2 separate regions of the Mus musculus genome follow, and region 1 is linked to region 2. The links are chromatin contacts, called in public promoter capture Hi-C maps. All regions are on one chromosome and are shown on one strand. The core of a region is the stretch at or near the end of the contact, and the rest is flanking DNA. Distances in the headings are between cores, read along the strand shown.

The links. Promoter capture Hi-C pulls out the DNA fragments that hold promoters and counts their contacts.
Region 1: a promoter capture Hi-C map of hippocampal neurons shows a contact between it and region 2, with 2.2 times the contacts expected there. The contact joins the promoter of Cyp39a1 here to the enhancer-like site in region 2. A contact is called at or near these places in 6 of 39 promoter capture datasets (the 3T3-L1 cell line, cranial neural crest, hippocampal neurons and 2 more), 2 of 115 datasets of contacts at active chromatin or transcription factors (astrocytes and embryonic stem cells) and 2 of 9 other capture datasets (adipose tissue and embryonic stem cells).

Annotation. Positions count from the first base shown.
Region 1 is chr17:43,665,432-43,669,750 of GRCm38.p6, forward strand. Cyp39a1 (cytochrome P450, family 39, subfamily a, polypeptide 1) reads left to right here and starts at 1,941. Exons shown (of 12, transcript NM_018887.4): 1 at 1,941-2,363. The coding sequence starts at 2,178. It overlaps Slc25a27 (solute carrier family 25, member 27), which reads right to left and starts at 1,783. Exons shown (of 9, transcript NM_001357122.1): 1 at 1,469-1,783. The coding sequence starts at 1,571.
Region 2 is chr17:43,028,381-43,032,867 of GRCm38.p6, forward strand. All of the region lies in intron 1 of Tnfrsf21 (tumor necrosis factor receptor superfamily, member 21), which reads left to right. Among named protein-coding and RNA genes, the nearest start is that of Tnfrsf21, 14 kb to the left of the region's middle. Within about 2 kb of position 2,136, at least 22 of the 459 cell types and tissues checked have an H3K27ac peak or open chromatin away from gene starts, as enhancers often do. A contact at or near this core is called in hippocampal neurons, where this site is marked.

The DNA.
Region 1 (4,319 bases), core at 691-3,190, 640 kb after region 2:
GGCATTCGTGCTGAATCAGTGTGAACTCCCCTTTACCAACTAACTTTGATCCCTTGGCCTTCTGTCCCTATTCTTCACCCGTTTCTCCCCAACACATTTCACAGGACCGTTTCTGGACAAGCCACTGAGCTTTCAGGGAGCCATCAAACCACTAATGCAGCTCATCACTCGGCTGACTCGTTTTAGATGTCTTTAGAAGCTGGTGAATTTTATTTAGGAAAATCAATGATTAAGGAAAATAAAATTGTGTTAGCTTTGATTAGAAAGAAGACAAATAGATGGGCCAAAGGCAAGAAAGGAAGAGTCTAAAGGGCAAAGCAATAGGTAGTGTGCTGGCTATGCTAGGCATAAAAATAAATAAAGCTCCGCTAGAGACGGTTGGATAACATTTTCAAATAACTAATGCACCAGAGACATTTTCCTTTTTCTTTCTTTCTTTTTTTAATGGACAAAAAAATGTAAGGGTAATCTCAAATAGCTTCACAGAGACCACAGGTTGTACTCAAAACCTCCCTGCCCCCTTCCTGAAAAACAACAACAACCACAACAACACCCCCACCCTTTGCTCATGCCATAGTGCCGTAATCCACTTTAGGTGGTCTGTTTATTTACTTATTTATTTATTTGTTGTTGTTGTTTGTTTCTTTGAACTCACTTAGGCAGATGGATCTGTCTTGTTTTGTTTTGTTCCTATAATGTTCTTGGAACACACAGAAATAGCTTCTCTGCAACAGGCAGCAGCTGTAAATAAATGTCTTTCTCTGCATGTGCCACCCCCCACCCGCCACCCCACTGAGCCTGGAAGAAGGCCACACTGGGGTTTTTTGCAATTGTATATCCAGGACCCACTACTGCATCAACTGGAATAATGCTGCCCCTACCTTGCATTTACCACATATAAAAATTACTTCTCAGAATTCCCCTTAACGGGTATAGGCTCAGAGAAGTGATGTGGCTGACTGGCATTAAGCAAATGTTCCAGAGGGATGGTTAACAATTGGAGTCCCTCAAGGTAGGACTCACTGTCCCCCTTCCCCCAACTCAAATCTTAAAGACTCCCGAGGCAGCATAAGACTATAAACCACAAAAAACGATCCCAGGGAGGATGAAAAAGAAAAAAACAAACCAAAACCAAACCAAAAAACTGTGAACAAATGGATTATGGTTCTATAAAGGTCATCCTTACGAAAGGGGAAATGTTTCCTAGAGAGGTATAGGGCTCATGAAGAGCCCAAGAGTACTCACTCAGGCATAAGACAACATCCCTGGGGATGGGAAGACAAGGACCCTGGACACCTCCAATCCACGCTCCTCCCGAAGCTGGCCTACTGGGCACCTGACCACATCCTTGCGAGGGTCCAACCTCTGAAGATGCACTCCAGCCAGGAGTGAGGCTGCCCGCCCATCCCTCCCCCAGCACGATGCCGCAGCCACTCGCTGGGGAGGCCGAGGCGGGGGCGGCCGGTACCTAGCTCGGCCACGGTTGCGGCGCAGCCGGACAGTAGGAACTTGCTCGTCCGGGGCCATCTCTGCGTGAGCGGCAGCAGCTTCTCCTCCTCGGCGATAGGCATTCAGCAGCAAGTCAGGACCACTGGGCACCGCTGGTCGCCTGGGAACCTGCCACCCTGCCGGCGCCGCCCCTTTTCAGCCCGAGAGAGGTCAGGTCAGGACCATGTGCCTTTATTACGCTCTGCAAAGGCGCCGCCCGCCTGGTAGCTGGACCGGTCCGGCGGCCTCAGGTGCTGAAAAACAAAGCCGCACCCAAGAGGCTTCTGGGAAATGTAGTTCTTGGGGGCTCAGCGACTTCTCTGATTGGCTGGTAGCTAGGCGCCCGCTGCAAACAGCTAGTTTACTCGAGCTCCGCCGCCTCAGGATGTGTTCCCGCCTCCTCCGTCCCAGCCCAGCCCAGCCCAGTTCAAATCAAAGCTTTTTTTTTTTTTTTTTTTTTTTTTTTTTTTCTCATAATTTGAAAGCCGTGGGAAGGTGGAAGATAGCCACAATGCAAAAATCACACAAAAACTGGGGCGGGGCAAAGGAACCACAGTTACGCAAGAGAATTTGTTTAAAAAGTTTCTCGGCTCAGAGTTTGCAAAACTGGGCGCATTTTCCTCAGTCGGCGGGGGACTAGGAGATTCCCCTGGAGAAGGACGTTTTCAAACGTCTGTTGATTCTGGAAGATGGGCATTATGGAGTTATTCTCACCAATAGCAATCGCCGTTCTGGGAAGCTGTGTTCTTTTCTTATTCTCTCGGTTGAAGAATTTGCTTGGACCCCCGTGCATCCAAGGCTGGATTCCCTGGATTGGAGCTGGACTTGAGTTTGGGAAAGCCCCTCTTGAATTTATAGAAAAAGCAAGAATCAAGGTATGTAGCAGTGACAGGGAGTTTGGAGGGAGGTAGTATTTCCTTTTCTAATTTTTCTTTTATTAAACTCAGTGTTGGAACATTGGGCATACACATACTTCCGGCAATTCGTCTACTCTGTTTCTCTACATACCTTGTTGGAAATAGTCAGGTCTTTTGACTGTTAGTAATTCCCTGCAGTTAATTCTAAGTGGGTGTTTATTAACATTGCAGATGTAAGCTTGTAGTTTGGGGGCGGCGACAGAAGAGTTTCCATGATTTCAGTTTGTGAAAACGAGTAATAAATTTGTATCACAAGTAGAGGTAACTCTACGATTTTATAAAACTTGATTTGCTAAATTGATCTTTACAGATTAAAAGCTCCCCAATATTCTTTCTTTCTCTCCCCATCCCTACCACCAGATACTATTTTATTGGTGAGTTCCTCCCTCCCTTATTCCCTGCCCTGAGGAAATAAGTAATGGATTCCACTGTAAGGGTTTTTTTTTTTTTTTTTTTTCCCATAAAGCAGCTACTGAATGTTGAACAGTTTAGAGAAGGCACTTTTACTGGCTGGCCTTTTAATTTCTATTCATATTTTGGCGGCCAAGATCTTACTGTGGTTTTGGTTGGGAAGCCAGCATGGTGGATGAAGTGCTTTCTGCAGCAACCACAAAAACCTGAGTCCATACCTCAACCCCTCCAGGTTCAGTGAGAGAGGCTTTGTCTCAAAAACTGAGGTGGAGGGCCAGCAAGAGGGCTCGGTGGGTAAAGGTGTCTGCTGCCAAGCCTGGCATCTTGAGACTGAACCTTAGAACCCACATGGTGGAAGGAGAGAATCAGCTCTCTCAGATTGTTCTCAGACCCCCACATGGGCGCTGTGATACACACATGCCCATATTCCATGTAAACACAATATATGAATAATATTTTCTTATCATTTAGTATTTCTTCTAGCCCTCCCCCACTTCTGTGTGTGTACACTCATGTGTTGGTGTTCTAATCCATGCATGAAGGACTACATGGAGTTCAAAGGTTTGCACCAGGGTGTCTTCCTAGTTTGTTTTTCCACTACATTTTGTTGGGACAGGTCCTCAAACTGCATCTGGAGCTCATCCAGTCAGCTAAGACTGGCTGTTTAACAAGCCTCTGGGAACTGCCTGTCTCTGTCTCCCTGGCTTCTGGAGAATTAGGGATGCGAGCTTTTATGTCTGGGTTTTGCCTGGGGTCTGGGGATTTGAACTCTGATCCTCATGTTGGCACAGCAAGCACTTTGTCCACTGAGCCATATTCTAGTCTTTGATGGCTGTATTTCATCAAATAAGGATAAGATATTTTATTTAAATTCCAGTAGTTGGGTGATATGGGTTGCTGCTAACTGCTTTTCGTTGTTTCAACCATTCCCTCAATGGATATTCTTATGTGCATGCAGTTGAACATTTAAAACTTATCTGTGTTGAGGCGTGCATAGCTGTAGCCATCTTGTTCCACGCCTGCCAGCTACTTTATATGGGTGCTGTAATATGCCTGTCAGTCACTGATGCACAAAAATAACTCGACTAAGAATAGGGTCATGATGAAAACATACCCTGTTAAGTACTGCATGAGATTTGTTAAGCCTAACAAATTCCACCACTATAAGCTTCACTTAGGACCTATGAAATTAAAGGTCAATATGAACTGTGATGTTTAAAATGGCTGGAGTCAGGGCCGAACTCTGGGCAGCTTTCCAGGACCTGAGCATGAGCTCCTTGTGTTTTTCTGGTTTTAGCCTTTAGGCCCTGAGAAATGTCCAGAGTGAAGCATTCAGCTCTCGAGCCTGAGCTTTGTTGCTCTGGTTGATCAGTCATGGTGTGTGATCAAGAAACCATTTCTGTTTAACTGAGATCAGTATTCATGGGGTTTGTGGGGTGACTCCTGGACCCCAACAATTTGACTGTTTCCTCAGGATAAACTCCAAAGATAGACTTGCTTGTG
Region 2 (4,487 bases), core at 886-3,385:
CAAGTGCTGGGATTAAAGGCGTGCGCCACCACGCCTGCATAATCTTTTATTAAATTAAATAAAAGAAATAACCAATTTTTGGTGTTTGAGGAAGAATATCCCTATGGAAATCAGCTTGAATAGGAAATCAGTGTCTAGCACAAGCTGGCCTTGGATTTTGTGATGTTCCCGTCTTTCCATCCTAAATTCTGTGGTCATAAGTATGGACCACCATGTAAATAGGCAAGTACCACTAGTACATAGGCATGCATCCAGATGGCAGTTCTTTTCTTATTTGCTTGTTCTGAGCCAGTTTGGGTGTGGATCCCTGCCTCACTTTGAATACACTATGTATATCCATCTGGCCTTGAACTCACTAAGTACACCAAGCTGGCTTTGAACTCACTGCATACCTCAAGCTGGCCCTGAACTTGGGATATTCCTCATGCCTTTGTTCCCAAAGTGCTGGGACTACAGTGGATGCCACTGTGATGGAGTTGGGTTACACCTTTAAACAAAAAAGTCTAGAGTTTGGAGGCTGGAAATGTAACCTGCCTAGCACACAGACAACCTTGGACTTAATTGTAGCATGACAAAACAAAACAAAACAAAACAAACAACAACAAAAACAAAACAAACAGCAACAACAAAAACAAAACAAAACAAACAGCAACAAAACAAAACAAAAAAGGAAACATTTCTCAAATTTATACTTAAAATAGAATTGAAATGTTTTAAAACATTGTCTATTCACAGGTAATAAACTTAAAGTCTAGTAAAATAATAAATTGGTGGGGTGATAATTTCCCAAACTGGTATTCCATCCAGCAATTACCATGTCAGACATGTTCTCCATACTCCTTCTGTGTAGCTAATTATCAAAACAACTTAGAATGGCCGTTGTTATTGCTGTGTCCATTTTACAAGCGAGGAGGTAGAGGCTTGGACGTTGGCTCCTTCCCAGGTTAGAAAGATAGAAAAAAAAAATGTAATTTTCTTCAGCTTAGGAACCAGATTCACCAGCTGACACTCACAGGGTGTCTTCAATTCACACCCGACCCTATTTGCTTCAAGATAGCTACCGGTTGGAAGGCTAGATTCCACAAGACGGACTCTAACGGACGTCAGGTATCAAGAGTAAAAGTCAGGTTATAACCTGTGCTTTCTGTTGTCTGACTGTAAGTCAGAGTTCCTATGGCTCTCAGGGGGTTCAGTTAACTTGTAAGCATGGCCTCACATATCTCAGGGAAACACTTTCTGAATATGGCTCTCTTCTACAGAAAGGAGACCCATGATAAAGCATGCAGAGGAAGGCATGCTTAGGGCAGCCATATAAGGAGCACCGTGGAGCTGTGGAGCTACTGTGTCTGTCTGCCTTGGACACCGTGAGCTCTCTGAACCTTGTCCTTTCAGAGTTTTATGGAGATGCTATTTCATAGGCACAATTTACTACGTCATTAGACACTGGTGACTAAACTTAACCTTCAACCCCTCTCCTCATCCCAGAGATTGAGGTAGAACTGAAAGTAGCAAGCTGAATATAAAAACCTTGTGTGTTCTGACCACTGGTCTCCATCTTGGTGGCACCCTCTCAGAGCCTCCGTCCCCTGTCATTTTATCACCACCCAGAAGACCCTAATCACGCTGGCTGTGAGCTTCCCTACTTTGTAGGATCCATGGGAAGAGACCACATCTATATTCCTTATTATCACAGGATCGCGGCCAGCAGATACCTGGGCGAGCAGGGCGTATGTGGTACATTCTAGGCTTAAATGGTTTTTCCTTATACTTTGAAGCCTCAGTTGCTGCACTGGCCTGGGTTGTATGCTCTTCCAGACATGCCCAGTCAGCATGAAGTTGCATCCTTCCATCATCTACTGTTTTCTATGACATACTATTTCACTTATTACTCACTGGGCATCCTATTGGCATCTCTCAGTAAGCAGAGAATAAAGAAATTACTACTGTGTTGGAGGGAGACGGGGCTGTGGTCCAGTGACTGATTGCTGTATGCACTTTCTCTTCTGCATTGCGGGTTCCAGAGAAAACAGCTCCTAGGTGAAATCTTCCCTGTTTTTTTCCTCTCCAGTGTCCCCTGAGCTTGCCTCCTTCTGTTCCTACAGTCAGCACATTCTGGCTCTGGCATTCTCTATAGTCACCAGCTTGAAAAACAGTCCCTGCTTCCTTTGCTTTGGCAATAGGAGACGGCTCTCCCTCCTTCCCATTCCTCTCATCCCTCCCATCCTCCTCTTCCTTCATCTCTCCCTCTCTTCCATCCTTCCTTTCTTCCTTCCTCTTTCCTTCTTTTCAGAGAAGGCAGTAGAAATGAAAGAGCCAACCAAGTTTATATAACATAACTGGAAATACCCTGTCTGTGATTTGTGGAACCTTTGTCCTTGAAACGTTTGTTTGTATGTATCCCACCTGCCCCACAACTTCAGATCTGGGGAATTATAGCCATCCAGTGTTTATATTACAAATTAAAAATGATGGCCCAGCTATCTGGTCAACAATTCTGAGGGCTGAGCAGCTCTGTCTTTGTCATCAGGTATCATATTTCATAGTCATCCTCATAGGCAAACCTGATTACCTTACAATCTCTACAGTAACTACACACACACACACACACACACACACACACACACACACACACATATATGTATATACACACACACATACATGTGTGTGTGTGTGTGTGTGTGTATGGAAAAATTCTATATCAAAGTCCAGAGCAATTTTCCTGCTTCTTACTAAGGAAAAGCAGGTCCACCTCTGTCTTAAGTTTGCTCGTTTTATAATGAAATGTTACTAGAACTTGAGAGGAAATGAAAGTAATGTCTGCCTGGTGCAGGGACGATGGCTCAGTGGGTAAGATGCTGGCTTACAAATGTGAAGAGATTTGAGTTTGAATCCTTAGCACTCATGTAAAAAGGCTGGATGTGGTCTTGTGAGCACCTGTAACCCCAGCATTATGGAGGCTGGAGACAAGGAGGCTTGCTGGAGCTTGCTGGCTGCCAGTCTTGTTAAAATGGCAAGCTCCAGGTTTGATGAGAGAGCCCTGTCTCAAGTCAACGAAGTGGAGAGCGATGGAGTAGGACACTCTACATCCTCCTCCGGCTTCCCCGTGGGCATGTGCACCTGTACACACACATGCATATACCACACACACACACACACACACACACACACACACACACACACACACACACGCTAACGTCAATGGCACAGATCTGTTGTAACCTTTAAGCTACCAAGGGATCTCTTGTTTATCTGAAGGATGAGGTAATGGAAGTGGAATTGCTGAACAATAAGTAGATGTCTACATTCTGACATGGATTCACACATCCGGGTGCTTCTTGTCTTCAGTCAGGCCCACCTGTGCTGTAAACTGCAAGTGACACATCATAGGTGTGCTATAGGCCACCAGGATGCACAGTGAGACTCTGGAAGCCTTCACAGTCAGTCACCTGCACCAAGTGCTGCTCTCCACTTGATCTCTGCTTCTCTCGTTTAAGCTTCTAATCATTCAATAAACACTTGTAGTGTTTTTGGTTGTTGTTGTTTTTAACCAAATACAGTTTGAGACAGCATGCTGATACTTGATGCATCTATCCACTGTTGTAGTTGACATTCCTTTTTTTTTTTGATTAGATGTTTTCTTTATTTAGATTTCAAATGCTATCCCTAAAGTTCCCTATACCCTCCCTCCGCCCTGTAGGTGACATTCTTAGATACATGGAATTTTCATAATAATCGCAGTTTAAACACAGAGAGAATCTAACCTTCTTATATTGCTTATAATCTTAAGCACAAAGTGTAATCTTCTCTTTTTTTCTTTCTTTTAAATGAGAGAAGAATATTTGAACTCTTTAGTATATTAGCTTTTTATTTTGAGTATCACGAAGAAGCTAATTCTTAGAAGCCAATTATAGTTCTGTTAAGAGAGAGTAATGGGGGGCTGGAGAGAAGGCTCAGAGGTTAAGAGCACAGGCTGGCCAGGCATGGTGGCGCACGCCTTTAATCCCAGGACTTGGGAGGCAGAGGCAGGTGGATCTCTGAGTTCGAGGCCAGCCTGGTCTACAGAGTGAGTTCCAGGACAGCCAGGGCTACACAGAGAAACCCTGTTCTGCATTATAGATTCCAGGGAAGACACACAGAGTATAAGTGTGTAAGTAAGAAAACGATGACAACCATATAGGGAAAAGAAGAAACCGAGGAGGGCTTTACAATTGGGGATGGGAGGCAGGGAGAGCACCCAGGAGGAAGTCTTGTCTCTCTGGATGATTTTGCTTTTTCTCAGACGTCAGGGGGAAGTGAGAGTTTGAAGCCGAGTGTGAAGGAACCAGATTGAGCGTGTGAGTTAGAGTGGGTGGAGAGAGAGAGAGAGAGAGAGAGAAAGAGAGAGAGAGAGAGAGAGAGAGAGAGCGAGCACTCTGCTCATAAAGAAACTTATGGGGGAGACCAGGAAGTTTCTATGAGCAGCTGGTCTCTGCAATGTTTGTATTTCT